2 separate regions of the Columba livia genome follow, and region 1 is linked to region 2. A link is a contact called in public Hi-C data. All regions are on one chromosome and are shown on one strand. Each heading gives the region's core, a stretch centred on a gene start, on an enhancer-like site or on the middle of the called end of the contact. The rest is flanking DNA. Distances are from core to core; before and after follow the strand shown. Region 1 holds the start of IL21 (interleukin 21). Region 2 holds the start of AFG2A (AFG2 AAA ATPase homolog A).

The links. A called contact is a pair of places that touch in the nucleus more often than the background predicts.
Region 1: a contact with region 2 is called in a Hi-C map of crop, with 3 times the contacts expected there. The contact joins the promoter of IL21 here to the promoter of AFG2A in region 2. A contact is called at or near these places in 2 of 2 Hi-C or Micro-C datasets (crop and liver).

Annotation. Positions count from the first base shown.
Region 1 is chr4:66,238,355-66,244,979 of bColLiv1.pat.W.v2, reverse strand. IL21 (interleukin 21) reads right to left here and starts at 4,665. Exons shown (of 4, transcript XM_065062131.1): 1 at 4,479-4,665; 2 at 4,323-4,358; 3 at 340-477. The coding sequence starts at 4,613. All of the region lies in intron 3 of LOC110364861 (a long non-coding RNA gene), which reads left to right.
Region 2 is chr4:66,108,655-66,114,444 of bColLiv1.pat.W.v2, reverse strand. It overlaps AFG2A (AFG2 AAA ATPase homolog A), which reads left to right and starts at 3,317. Exons shown (of 16, transcript XM_065062123.1): 1 at 3,317-3,855; 2 at 4,243-4,367; 3 at 5,610-5,767. The coding sequence starts at 3,417. It overlaps NUDT6 (nudix hydrolase 6), which reads right to left and starts at 3,418. Exons shown (of 5, transcript XM_065062952.1): 1 at 3,212-3,418; 2 at 2,842-3,088. The coding sequence starts at 3,418.

The DNA of each region.
Region 1 (6,625 bases), core at 3,416-5,915, 130 kb before region 2:
TGAAATTGAAGCCTGGAAAAGCTGAGACATGGGTTATTTCAGAAGGGGAAATAATGTAGTAATGACACCTTTTGTTCACACATTTTACAATAATCCCTGTCCTCTTGTCCAGGACATGGTGTGGTTGCCAAGTGCATATATGCAATTGACTGATAGGATCAGAGTGAATGCCTTTCCCAGAAGTGCTGAAAATTGGACATTTTTAATTTCGAAAATAATGAAAGACACATCAGTTTTCCTACTAAGTTTGCTTTCTGCAATTCCACCATTGCAGGTGGCATCTGCTATAGAAAATAAGGAGCAACGATCATCATTATGAGCATTGTGAGGTAATCCTACCTTTCCAGAGTTGTTGAAGGTGAATCTCTTCAAGGCTTTAATGGTTTGGGTGAATGTAGAATTTACTTGGCTGCTTTCTGGTTGTAATTTCAGTGTGCCCTTCTGGAAGCAGGTCACAGCAGTGAACAGGCATTCGTCCTAGAGCAGGAAAAGAAGCAACAGGTTTTAAATGAATGTTGCACAATTTTTTCCCACATGTTAGTTTGAGGTCCATGTGAAAATGAACGGTGCAGGATATTAATTGAGAAGATCCAAGTGTATTATTGTTTTTTGTTTTAAGTTATTTCTAGATATGCCAGAGATACTTAATCTTTACCTGTTCTTTGATAAATACTCAAGGATTTTGTCATAAAATAAATGCCTAAAGTGTCCACTTAGATACTAATTGTGACAGCAATTGGTAGAAAATGCTACTAGATTGTGTTATATGTAGCAGGTTTTCGCAAGCATAAGAATGAGTATTTTCTTTTTTCAAAATAAAACAACAACAACTAATATAACTGTGGACTGTTTCTTGATGCAGTATGTGGGAATACACTTTTTTCCTGCCTTTTTTTTCACCGTTTCTAATATTACATTCTTAATAATTATACTTAGAATTGACATAGAACTGCATATTTTCAAATATTATTTAACAGTTCTCTCTTGGTAGCATGGGAAATGAAGGTGATGAAGTTAGTTACCTTACTAAAGGGAAAAGAAGGATTGAGGATGAGAGGCAGGATAAGGAGCCAGGCTCCTGACTTGTATTGTCTCACCACATTGCTTCAAGTTCAGGTGCACATTAGACCCAAGTCAAGACCAATAAGCATTTGTATCTAACTTGAAAAAGAAGCCATCCATTTGGATGGCATGAACTTGCTGCAGTTTATCTGGAATTAGAGCAACCTGCCTTTTTCATGATGCAACTGCATATTGATTTTACTGGTGTGAACAGAAAGACTACAAGCGCTACGGAATCTCCTTTCCTGCACAGTGGCTGATTTCCTTTCCTAGGCATGCAACCGTGGAAAATATCACCAAAACTAACCTGTAGTCAGCAGAGAAAGAACAGCAGTGTTTACTGAAGCCAGTTTCTAACTTGCTTTCTGTTTTCCAAAGAAGGAAACATTTAGAAGTGCTGATGATGCACATTAGACAGGCTCCAAAGCCATCATCCCTGTTTTGCATACCAACTGCTACTGATGCTGAATCTCATCTGGTTCATTAGATGCTGCTGCAGTTTGCTGCTTTGGCAAGGACAAGGCAACTTTCATATATGTTGCTTACAGCAAATTTTAATAGCAACATTTTATATTGGTTAGATGTAACATTTTATTTTCCTAAAAAACCACACATTTATGTTTGTTTCAGGCTTCTTACCGTAACCAGTCTTGCTTACTGGAAAAAAAACACTAGTTTTTGAAAAGCTCAGTTTTCCAGCTGAAACTGAAAACATTTTCTGCCTGTGCTGAGAAACCAGCATTTCTCATGCATGCTGCCTTTCTTTGTCTGTTTTTTTTTGCTGAGTTAACAGTTAGCTGTAGGCAGGCCAACAGTCAGAGGAGCACAGGGATTGTGGGGTTTGATATGCTGTGATGGGTTAAGCAGTTTGATGAAGCTGCATTTAAAACCGTAGACCACTGGGGATGTCTAAGGGTGCCTGGGCAAACATGTAAAACACTTGTATGAGAGGCAATTTGCAGCAATACTCTGCATCTGACTCAAACTAACTTTACAGGTTAGCCTGAAAAGCCTTCACTTCCTGAATTAGTGTTCAGTGGAGTTAGATGCTGATCCGATGTAAATCAGCGTTGTGCCACTGGCTTCAGCTGCACTGTCAATCAGCAGCAATAGACCTTGTTTTCCCTCTGGTCTTGAATGAGTTCAGCCTTAAGATTACTTTTTCAGCCTCAGCAGGTTTTCCCTGGAGTTAATATCCTCAGAGCTTTTAAACTTCTCACCTCCTTTTTTTTTTTTTTTTCTTTTTTAAGATATTTCATTAATAAATGTATGAGAAAAGTGTGTGGGATTGAATTGAGGCTAATATTCACTCCACTCACAGGAAGCTCAAGGAAGTAAAACAAAGTAGTGATAAACCACTGAATTTTGAATGTTATAAAAGGTAGTCTTCTTCCTGAATATTTAAAGCCAAATGTAAATCTGGCATAAGCAGATTGTCATAGAAGCGGTATTTTGATATTTGAAATACAGTTACATGAAAGACTTTTCATTAAATCCTGTTTCATTTGGATGTAATTGCACCTAGTCACCCTGAGCACAGCTTTGGCACACTGTCATTCATATTTTATTATTTGGACAATTCAGTAAATGTAAATTTCACCCTGCAGGATGAGAAGTTTGTTACTGTGTTTGCTGGTGATAATTACTATTAGCACAGAAATATTTTTCAGCTTTTCATCAGAGGCTGAACCTATATTGACTTTGTACCTTGTAAATATGTGAATTCTCTATCTTCTCTAGTTTTCAGCAAAGATAGTTGAGACCTCCCAGAATAAGATCGTAAAGCCCTAAGCTGCACATGAACTGTTGTCTTCCTTCCTGAGGTGACCATGTTTTTTGAAAAAAACAAAATGCAGACTGATGAAGCGATTAGTCACTAGTTGTATTTGCTTTGTTTCAGAGGTAGTGGCAAACACTGCAGTGAAATGACAGCTAATCATCTCCTCCTTTTCACTTTGACACCACAAGTTAGAAAGCGTGTTAATAAAAAAAAAAAACGCCAGCAATTAGTTAGGGTGCATTAGGTTTTTGCACTGCAGTTGTTTCTAGCATTGAGATGGACCGTATCTGTTTTGGTCATGGTTCTGTAGGGTTTTGGGAAGTAAAAAATGCACCCAACTGCGAAGCCTAGGAGGAGGCTAACAAAACCTGTGTGAAATGAGGTGAGTGGTCTTCCTTTCTTCTTGTCCTTGTTTTGCAAGAAAGTTTACAGTCCTGAGTCAATAGCTTTACACTTTCAGCATTTTCAAAAAGCTGTGCATAATGATCATTTTTATACATTGATCAAAATTATTTGCTTTCTGAAGGGCTAAGAAATCAACATTACGGGTAAATTTAAGACAACTGGTAACAGAAGTATAACATTAGATTAGCCATGACTAGCTCTAGAGCTTTGTTGCATGTTGGGGATTATCAAAAGAAAGGAGGATGCATTTACTTTGTAAGCTTTTCAGACATGTTGTTATTACTATTAGCATTTAGTTTCACAGTAAATCTTGCATCCTGCCACATTCGAGTATGCACACACTTTCTGTGACTCTAGAGTAATTTACTACAGGTAAGAAGTTCCTGAGCTTGGAACACAAAATATCAGCATTAAATAATGTATGAATAAATGTCTGTATTAAAAGGGGATTAACAGGGACCTGTTCTTGTGATTTTAACTCGTTAAAATCCAAAGAGAATACTTGCAAAATGCAGTTCTGTGTTCCCACTGCTAGCACAACCCTTGCACACGAATAGTCTCAGAGAAACAAGTGTGATCCCCTATGAGAGGAAGCACCACGTAACGTGGCCTTACAGTGTCACACTTGGCTTTTAGCTTCAGTGGGGGGAAAGGGGGTCTGCTGGGGTTTCGCTCGGGGGTGTTCCCAGTGCTGCTGCAGCTCCCGGCAGCCAGAGGCACTTCCACTCCCAAAACCTGCATCCCCAAGAGCACCACTGCTCAGCTAGAGCTTGTGTGAATCCCCACTCTTAGCACCGTTTCTTGAGTAAACAGAATACATACAAATTTGAATCTGTGGGTGTCTTGGAATACACACACAATAGCAAGATAGTTATTAAGATTACATAGTATAAACAGTTCTGCCACTAAAAATCCAGAAATAAGGAACTTTTATCAAAGTACTTTCTTTTTAAATCTAGCTTGCATTAAGAGTACTAGGTCAGAGATGTGAAAAAGAAGTCATCTGCCGTTTGGCAATGGGATAAACCAGTACAGAATCAAATTCATACAATTAGAAAGGTTAAAGGAGTCTCACCACAGGGTTTTCTGGTGTATGCAGCAATTCGACATCCTACAATAAAATAAATCTAAGTTAGAAAAGTTAAACATTTGAAAGTTATATCCCTCACAAGATATATTCTAAGCAGTACATAATGCTTGAAAATAATATTATGACAAATACTTTGCTTACCTTATCTTTCACTATGGGTTCTAACCGATCAATTGTCTTTAAAAGTTGTTTGTATTTTGCTATTTTGTGTGGAGCTGCAGTCAGTGCCGTACTAGAGCAGAAGAAAAGCATACAGAAAATAATCATCCTCTCCATACTGTTGAGTTTTGTTTTAAAATATGCCAGGAGCAAAGTTGTGCTATCCAAGATGAACACTTCACTTTGAGCTGTGCTGAGGTATGCTACGTACCTACCTATATATTGATCCTTGCTGGAGATGTAAAACCCACCCATTTCAGTTTGGAAAGCTTTGTAGAATGGATTAATGAGTAACCTTTTTTTCTTTTCCACTGGCTAGGTGCATGTATACGAGTTTGTGCGTAGGGGGCAGGGATTGATGGAGCGAACGAAAATATGCCCCATCTGCACATTGGACAGGAAAAAAAGAGAAAATGGTGAATTCCCATTTTCACTTTGAGTCAAGAAATGATCGTAGTAAAAAGTAGGTACTTAGAAACCACAGACCTAGGTAAACAAAGATTCTGCATTTCTTTTTTCTTGTTTCTTACAGCAGTGAATCTCTCCAGTCCATCCAAAGTTCTTCTGTACTGTGCTGGAGAAATATGACAGGGCTTCTTTTCAGAACCTAAATGTATTTATCCTACTACTTTATGACTCCAAGGGATGTTTGTTAGCTAGTTCTCCTGATGTCTGAACTGCTGCTTTTACTGCTGCTTGGTTTCTGCAACAGCTGTGAGTAAAAGCTCATCTTAGCATTTGAGCCATCTGAAGTTTATTTTACATTTACTTGGAACCAGTACCAAATATTTTAGGAGTGTCACAGAGATTATGTCCACTGGAGGATGAAAGTGCAGTTGTAGAGAGGTGTGTTGCCCTGGGAGAGGTGGATCCCTGTATCATGCCCATTCCCCAAATGGGAGCAATACCAGAAGGTCAGGGATTAAATCCTGGTGAGTTCCAAGGAACGTTACCACTTTGTGGTGGTGGTCCAGTGATTATGGCAGCTAAACATATTCAGCTACATTCTGCAGCAGCTAGGCTTAAGGTTAGTTTTGCAATTTAATGCAACTCGTCAAATGAGATGTGATACTGAGACCTGAGAGTTCTCTTGAGAACGTAGGAGTGCATTTGTTTTGTGTGAAATCCAAATAAAAGTGCGTACTTTAAAAATTGTAAAGCCCAAGTAAAACCAGCAGAATTATCTGAATCAAGAAATAAGGCAGACTTTCATAATTTCCTTCAAAATTCATACCTGTTGTAATTAAGTATATGTGCTGCTTTTGAGAAGATTTATTTAATGTTTAAAAGAATTGTATTAGCGGAGGGACTTTTTTTTCCAGCAAATGCTGGTAAGGATTCTTCTTTTATGGGACTTCCACAGTGGCCTTCTTTCTAAATGGCTGTCACTGAATTTAAAGGTATTTAAAGGTACTCATCTTGAGTATACTCCTTTTTTTGTGTTCGCTGCCTTCAGCCCAGGTGCAGATCCTGTCACTCCCTGAGCTGCAGTGTTCTCAGTAAGGTGCTCTGCAGGCACTAGGGACTGACTGGGGTGCCAGCTCTAGGAATCAGTTGATTTCCAAGTCACTGTTCCTAATATTTCATCACAGGGAGGAGGAAAGAAAAAAAAATACTTTAAGTGGCTCATATGTATTGTCATTAATAAATGGTTTGGCTCTTATATGTATTATCATTAACAAACAGTTATCAACAATGTGGTATCACCATTAAAAGGTTCCTCTGTGGAATTAGTAGAGGGCAGTTAAAATCACTTGCACACCTTCACTTTGCTGAATAAAAAGATGCTCAAGTGTCTTTCAGATTAAATCTTTGACTCTGGAAGTCTGAAGAATTGATGTTGCTTTGGAAATGCTTTACAAAATCTATACAGTGTTTGGACTTAAGTTTGGTGTCACCTTTATCTAGAATGCTGGTCTGTGAAATATGCTGACATTATATAAAAAGCATCTGTATGTTTCTGTCTGGTGGGTCAATCTGGGCGGTCAAGTTGGGTCACTTCTTTCTCATTGTTCATTTCAAAATGAGCTAATACGAGCTCTATCTGGCATACTCAAGTGTGTTCATTTTCTGTATACAAGTGATTATTTACTGTATGCTGTTTATGTACTTACGCCTTTTTAGCCTTT
Region 2 (5,790 bases), core at 2,068-4,567:
CAAAGGATGCCCTGACCTCGCTTATTCACACCTTTGTCATCGCTCGGCTGGGTGATGCCAAACCCTGTGGGAAACTCCAGACAGCCACAACCCAGCTGCCGGGCTACCTGGCAATGCCGGCTGGCTACCTGCCGCCTGCTCCCTGTGCTGCCCTCCTGCGGGCCAGCAAACCATGCTTAGCGGCTTTGCTCTTTATTTTCAGGATGCTCAAGGGACTAAGTACTGTAATTAACCAACTGGCTTTGACATGAACACTCTCATCAGCAAATTTGCTCCTCTTTACTGCAGAAACTTTCTAAAATACACTTTTTTTTTGGTGCAGGAAATAAAAACACCACGGGTTGGAGATATACACACAATGTAAATGTACGTAGCTAGATAATATTTCAATAAAATTAGAATAAAGCCCTTCCCCTACCCAGGCTCTCCCTCCTGAAGTAGAAAGATAATGGAATAAACGTATACAAGGTGGTATCTACACTGCTTAATATATTCTCTGAATGCGTCCAAGTTCCACCAAGAGTGAGTGGAACAGAGAAAGGAAAAAATTGCAGTCATTAAGTCACACACAGAAATTTGTTTCACCTGCCCAAACGCCTTCCTTAAGTCTTTCCCTCTACTAAAGAAACTCTATTCATGAATAAAAATGTACAGGTTTGAAAACTGGTAGCAAAGGACATATACATAACATGTTGTGCAATTTTTAAATCTGTGCAATAAATCATAAAATCCATATAACCCATGTATGAAACTCTTTTTCTTTCCTCAAAGGTTTGCAGTGTGCAAAGTGTTTATCTCAAAGCACATCAGCAGATTATGCTTTGAAAGTGCGTTTTTCATATTTTCAAATGTTTATTTGAAACAATTTTCAAAGTTATGATTTTTCCTATATTACATTCTTCCTGATAACCATCAGGGTCACAACACATCCATCACATGATTTTATTTGAAACAGCACTTTCAGCTATGCAAAACCTACTTCAGAAAAATCCCCTTTCAGTTAGTCATGTTTTCTCAAACATGCAAGTTTTACCCATAAGGAGTAACAGGGTGCTTTCGGTAGGAGAACGCACTATCTTGCTCGAGTTTAATGCCACATATTTTAACAGTGAGGTTTTCGAACCTCGGGAAAACATGCTCTAACATGTCCATTGAAGCGATCCAAGCCTCTCTGCAGCTTGCACGCTGCCCTCTGCTGGCTTTGTGACACGAACTCCCACTGCCGATGGCAGCAGTAGCGCTTTTTTGTATTTGAAGGCTTTACTTTTCCAAAGTTTCCTTTCACCTGACCTCTTGCTACACAGAATAACCCAGCTCTTATGACTCCAATCTAGCCAGATTTCTCAAAGGGCTACTTAGGAGTCTTAAAGCCACCTGGTGGAGAATTAATGCCCCACACAGCCTTTGCAAGCCACAAAGAAGCAAGTCAAGCTCCTAACAGCAGAGATCCACGGTCCCTCTGCTGTGACTGTTACAGCCTTTACCAGCACGCAAGGGGTCCAAACCATCACTGAGTAACGGGAAAGATAGCTGCATATCTGTGGAAGGCTGCTGAGAGGGGGCAAAAACATTCACATTTGGTGAATCTGAGTGTATTTTTGGCTCAGTTCCCTGTACTGTGCTGTATAAAATAAATGGGAAATTGTCTTATCTAGTTCCTTGGGAATTTCCTCAGATTTCAGAGCAACTCCTTTCCAGCTGTGGTTGTGGGAGGTCTAGATGGGTAAGAGTATGGTGTCCAGATGTTTGTTTGTAAAATATGTTTGGGTTGCAGATTTCCAGGCACAGCCAAAAGCAGGTTTGGACCCTTGTCATTTGGGCTAAAAGTTGAGCTGGCTCCTGAACAATCCCCCTTGCTCCAAGTTTGCCCCATTTACAGACCTTACCCTGACCATAGTTTAAGCAGATGCATGTATTTTAAGCATCTACAATAAGGACAGGAAGCAAAGAAGTGTTTGGTTTTTTTTTTTCTGAGTTGTTTGTAGTTACTTTTTTATTTTTAAAATTGAACCACTTGAACCTTGAAATCCTACCCCTCCCACCTGCAAACTGAAAGCCAAGAGATGTTTCTCAAAAAGATCACAGAATCACGGAATGTCAGGGATTAGAAGGGACCTCAAAAGCTCATCCAGTCCAATCCCCCCATGGAGCAGGAACACCCAGATGAGGTTACACAGGAAGGTGTCCAGGCGGGTTTTGAATGTCTCCAGAGAAGGAGACTCCACAACCCCCTGGGCAGCCTGTTCCAGTGTCTGTCACCCTCACGGAGAAGAAGTTTCTTCTCAAATTTAAGTGGAACCTCTTGTGTTCCAGTTTGAACCCATTGCCCCTTGTCCTATCATTGGTTGTGACCAAGAAGAGCCTGGCTCCATCCTTGTGACACTCACCCTTTACATATTTATAAACATTAATGAGGTCACCCCTCAGTCTCCTCCAAGCTAAAGAGCCCCAGCTCCCTCAGCCTTTCCTCCTAAGGGAGATGTTCCACTCCCTTCATCATCTTTGTTGCCCTGCGCTGGATGCTTAATGATGCTAGATGATTAATAACAATATCCATGAGTTAAACTCTAATGCTTTGGGACCACATTTTCTTCTCCCTGAGCTGTTGTCAACCATTTTCTCAAACTGGAGTAATTTGAGAAACTTCTCTATCGGCCTGTTTAGCAACACGCGCGGCTGCACAGGTGCATCCGTGATGCTTCACTTTGAGAAGTTCCCCAAACAGCGAGCAGGTTTCCACACACTGCCTGGGCAGAGGTGCAGTCCGTTCCCTGCCGAACCTGCTCCTAAGCGTTTAAAAGCCATTTCTTGGACGCAACCACTCTTTATTTTGTAACTAACCTGCGACTCCCAGCTGGTGGGTGGCGAACCCCGGCAGCCGGCTGGGCCCTTCTCCCAGCCACAGCGTCAAGGTGGACGATCCCGGCTCCGCGTGGTGGAAGGCGAAGCCCTGCGCGGCGGCCGCCGCCGCCAGCCCGCTCTGCAGGATGGGGACACGCAGCCACACGGCGACGCGGCCTTCGTGCCGCCAGCGGGCCAGCGCCTCTGCCCAGAGCAAGGCAGGGTCACCCGTGGGGACACCGGCCCACTAGGACCCTCTGGGTGCCCCTCGCCCTTTCTCCTTCTGCTTTTAAACCCTGTTGTGCACAAGCACTGGGATCTATGCCTGAAAATCCGTATTTTTACCTCATTTACCACAGGGCCAAGTGACCATCGGTGTGAGATATGACTGGGGGGGTGGGGGGGTGCGGCCAGCTCGGCATTTCAGGCGGCTGGGTTGGGTGTTCACACAGGGACAGGTGGCTCTTATGTGACAATGTGACGGGAGGGAACGTCCCTCCGCCGCCAGCCCGCGGTTGTGGGGAGGGCAGCGACCGCCGCGCCGTCCAGCTGAGGCGGCCGAGGGCCGGTCACTCATGGGCCCAGGCGCCCCGGGAACCCCCACCCGGCCCACCCTGCGGCCCCGGGGACCCGGCACTTGCCCCGCAGCCACCGCCCGAAGGCGGCCCGCTCCACGCGGAGGGGACGGCGCAGCTCGGCCAGGTCCACGCTCACCCCCCCGAACCTGTCCGGCCGCGCCCGCAGCCCCGACAGAGCCGCCCAGCCCCGCGCCCGCCACAGCCGGACCATGGCCGCGCAGCCCAGCAGCGGGGGGAACCGGCCGCCAGCGGGGCGGTGCCGGCCTCTGCCCCGGAAGCTCTCAGCAGCGGCCGGCGGGCAGCATGTCTGCCGGCTCCAGGAGGAAGAGCAAGGGGCGTGCGGCCCCGGGCGGCGGCGGCAGCGGCGGCTCCCCGCGGGCTCGCCCCGCCGAGGGCGGGCCACTGGTGCTGGGCGTCGTCGACGCCGTGGAGGCAGGTACGGGGGCGCGGGCGGCGGCTCACGCCGGGCGGAGGGCGGCTGGGTTAAAAATGAGTCTGGGCAGAGCCGGGTGGGTTCCCGCTTCCCCGGCCCCTCAGGGACCGGGTGCGTGGCGTCTCTCAGGCCAGGCCGGCTGAGACACCGTGACATTTGTTTTTTATGGCCGTGTGGGAGAGTAACGGCCGCCGCGGGAGGTACCGCCGGGGACTGGAACCGTGCGGAACAGCCAGCGAGCAGCAGCGTGTGCCGGGGCCGTGCCCGGGCCGGGCTGGGAGGGTCCGGCCGGTTGTGCTGACTGGGGAGTGCGGGAAACACTGGTCTCCTCTGACACGTGGAGAAAAAAAAAACCGATTATGTATTTTTTGTTTCTTCTGAAACCGTTAGGAGATGACAAGGTCCCCAGGATGCTGCGCAGGGCCCTGGCGCAGCTGTCGCTGAGCAGCATGAAGTCCGCAGGCGCCTGCATCGGCCGCCCGGTGCTGCTGGGCGCCGCGGGCGGGCGGCAGGAGGTGAGACCCGGTCCTGCCCTGCCCGCGCTCTTCTGCGCTTCCCCTGTGCTCCTGGTGGGCTCGACAGGCAGCGGGATGCAGTGTGCATCGGGGAAGACTGCCAGTGTGCTCTTCTGTGTTTGCTGTACGGTAGTTAGGAATTTATTTTCAGAACTGGACCATGAGGCAGCACTGTGCCCTTGTGGCCAGGAAGGCCAATGGTACCTGGGGTGTATGAGAAGGGGGGTGGTCAGTAGGTCAGAGAGGTTCTCCTTCCCCTCTACTCCGCCCTGGTGAGACCACACCTGGAATATTGTGTCCAGTTCTGGGCCCCTCAGTTCAAGAAGGACAGGGAACTGCTGGAGAGGGTCCAGCGTAGGGCAACCAAGATGATGAAGGGAGTGGAGCATCTCCCTTATGAAGAAAGGCTGAGGGAGCTGGGGCTCTTTAGTTTGGAGAGGAGGAGACTAAGGGGGGACCTTATTAATGTTTATAAATATATAAAGGGTGAGTGCCATGAGGATGGAGCCAGGCTCTTCTCGGTGACAAACAATGATAGGACAAGGGGTAATGGGATCAAGCTGGAACACAAGAGGTTCCGCTTAAATTTGAGAAGAAACTTCTTCTCAGTGAGGGTGACAGACTCTGGAACAGGCTGCCCAGGGGGGTTGTGGAGTCTCCTTCTCTGGAGACATTCAAAACCCGCCTGGACACCTTCCTGTGTAACCTCATCTGGGTGTTCCTGCTCCGGCAGGGGGATTGGACTGGATGATCTTTCGAGGTCCCTTCCAATCCCTGACATTCTGTGATTCTATGAACTGGAAAAAAAATCCATGCTGCTCATCTTTTTCAATTAATTTAGAAGTTGTGTGTGAACATGGGTTATATATTGTATATTATATATGCACACGTGTATTTTATTTTCAAAGAAAGAGTGTAGCCCTTTACTCTTCTTTCTTCATTGTTCTATAGCATTTCCTAGTCAGCAGAGCATATGCTTTTGTGTCACCTGCAGAATGTGTAGAATTTTATTATCTCCTTTGTAGGCAAAATGCAACCTCTTATTTCTTGAAAAGTGGCTTGGACCCTATCTTAGGAACTCAGTGCTACTTGTATCTTGCACTGTGGCACCCAATCCTTCTTTCCCTGTGCCCATGTTTTTCATAACAAAACCTGGATTACTTTAACTGGAAGACTGTGAATGGGGCGGGGGAGGGATGGGAAACCTCAGCTAACGTTTGTTTGCTTTGAAACTCTGCCTAGGTCTGTACGGCTTGGCCCACCACAGGCTTTCCAGGTGGGAAAGTTGGGCTGAGTGAAACCACGCAGAAGAACCTGAAAGTAAATCCCGGCGATGCTGTCACTGTGCAGCCTGTGACCGGTGCAGTCATCCAGGCAGAGGAGGTTGATGTAAAGCTGAGGTATGGCACTTGTTATAACCCAG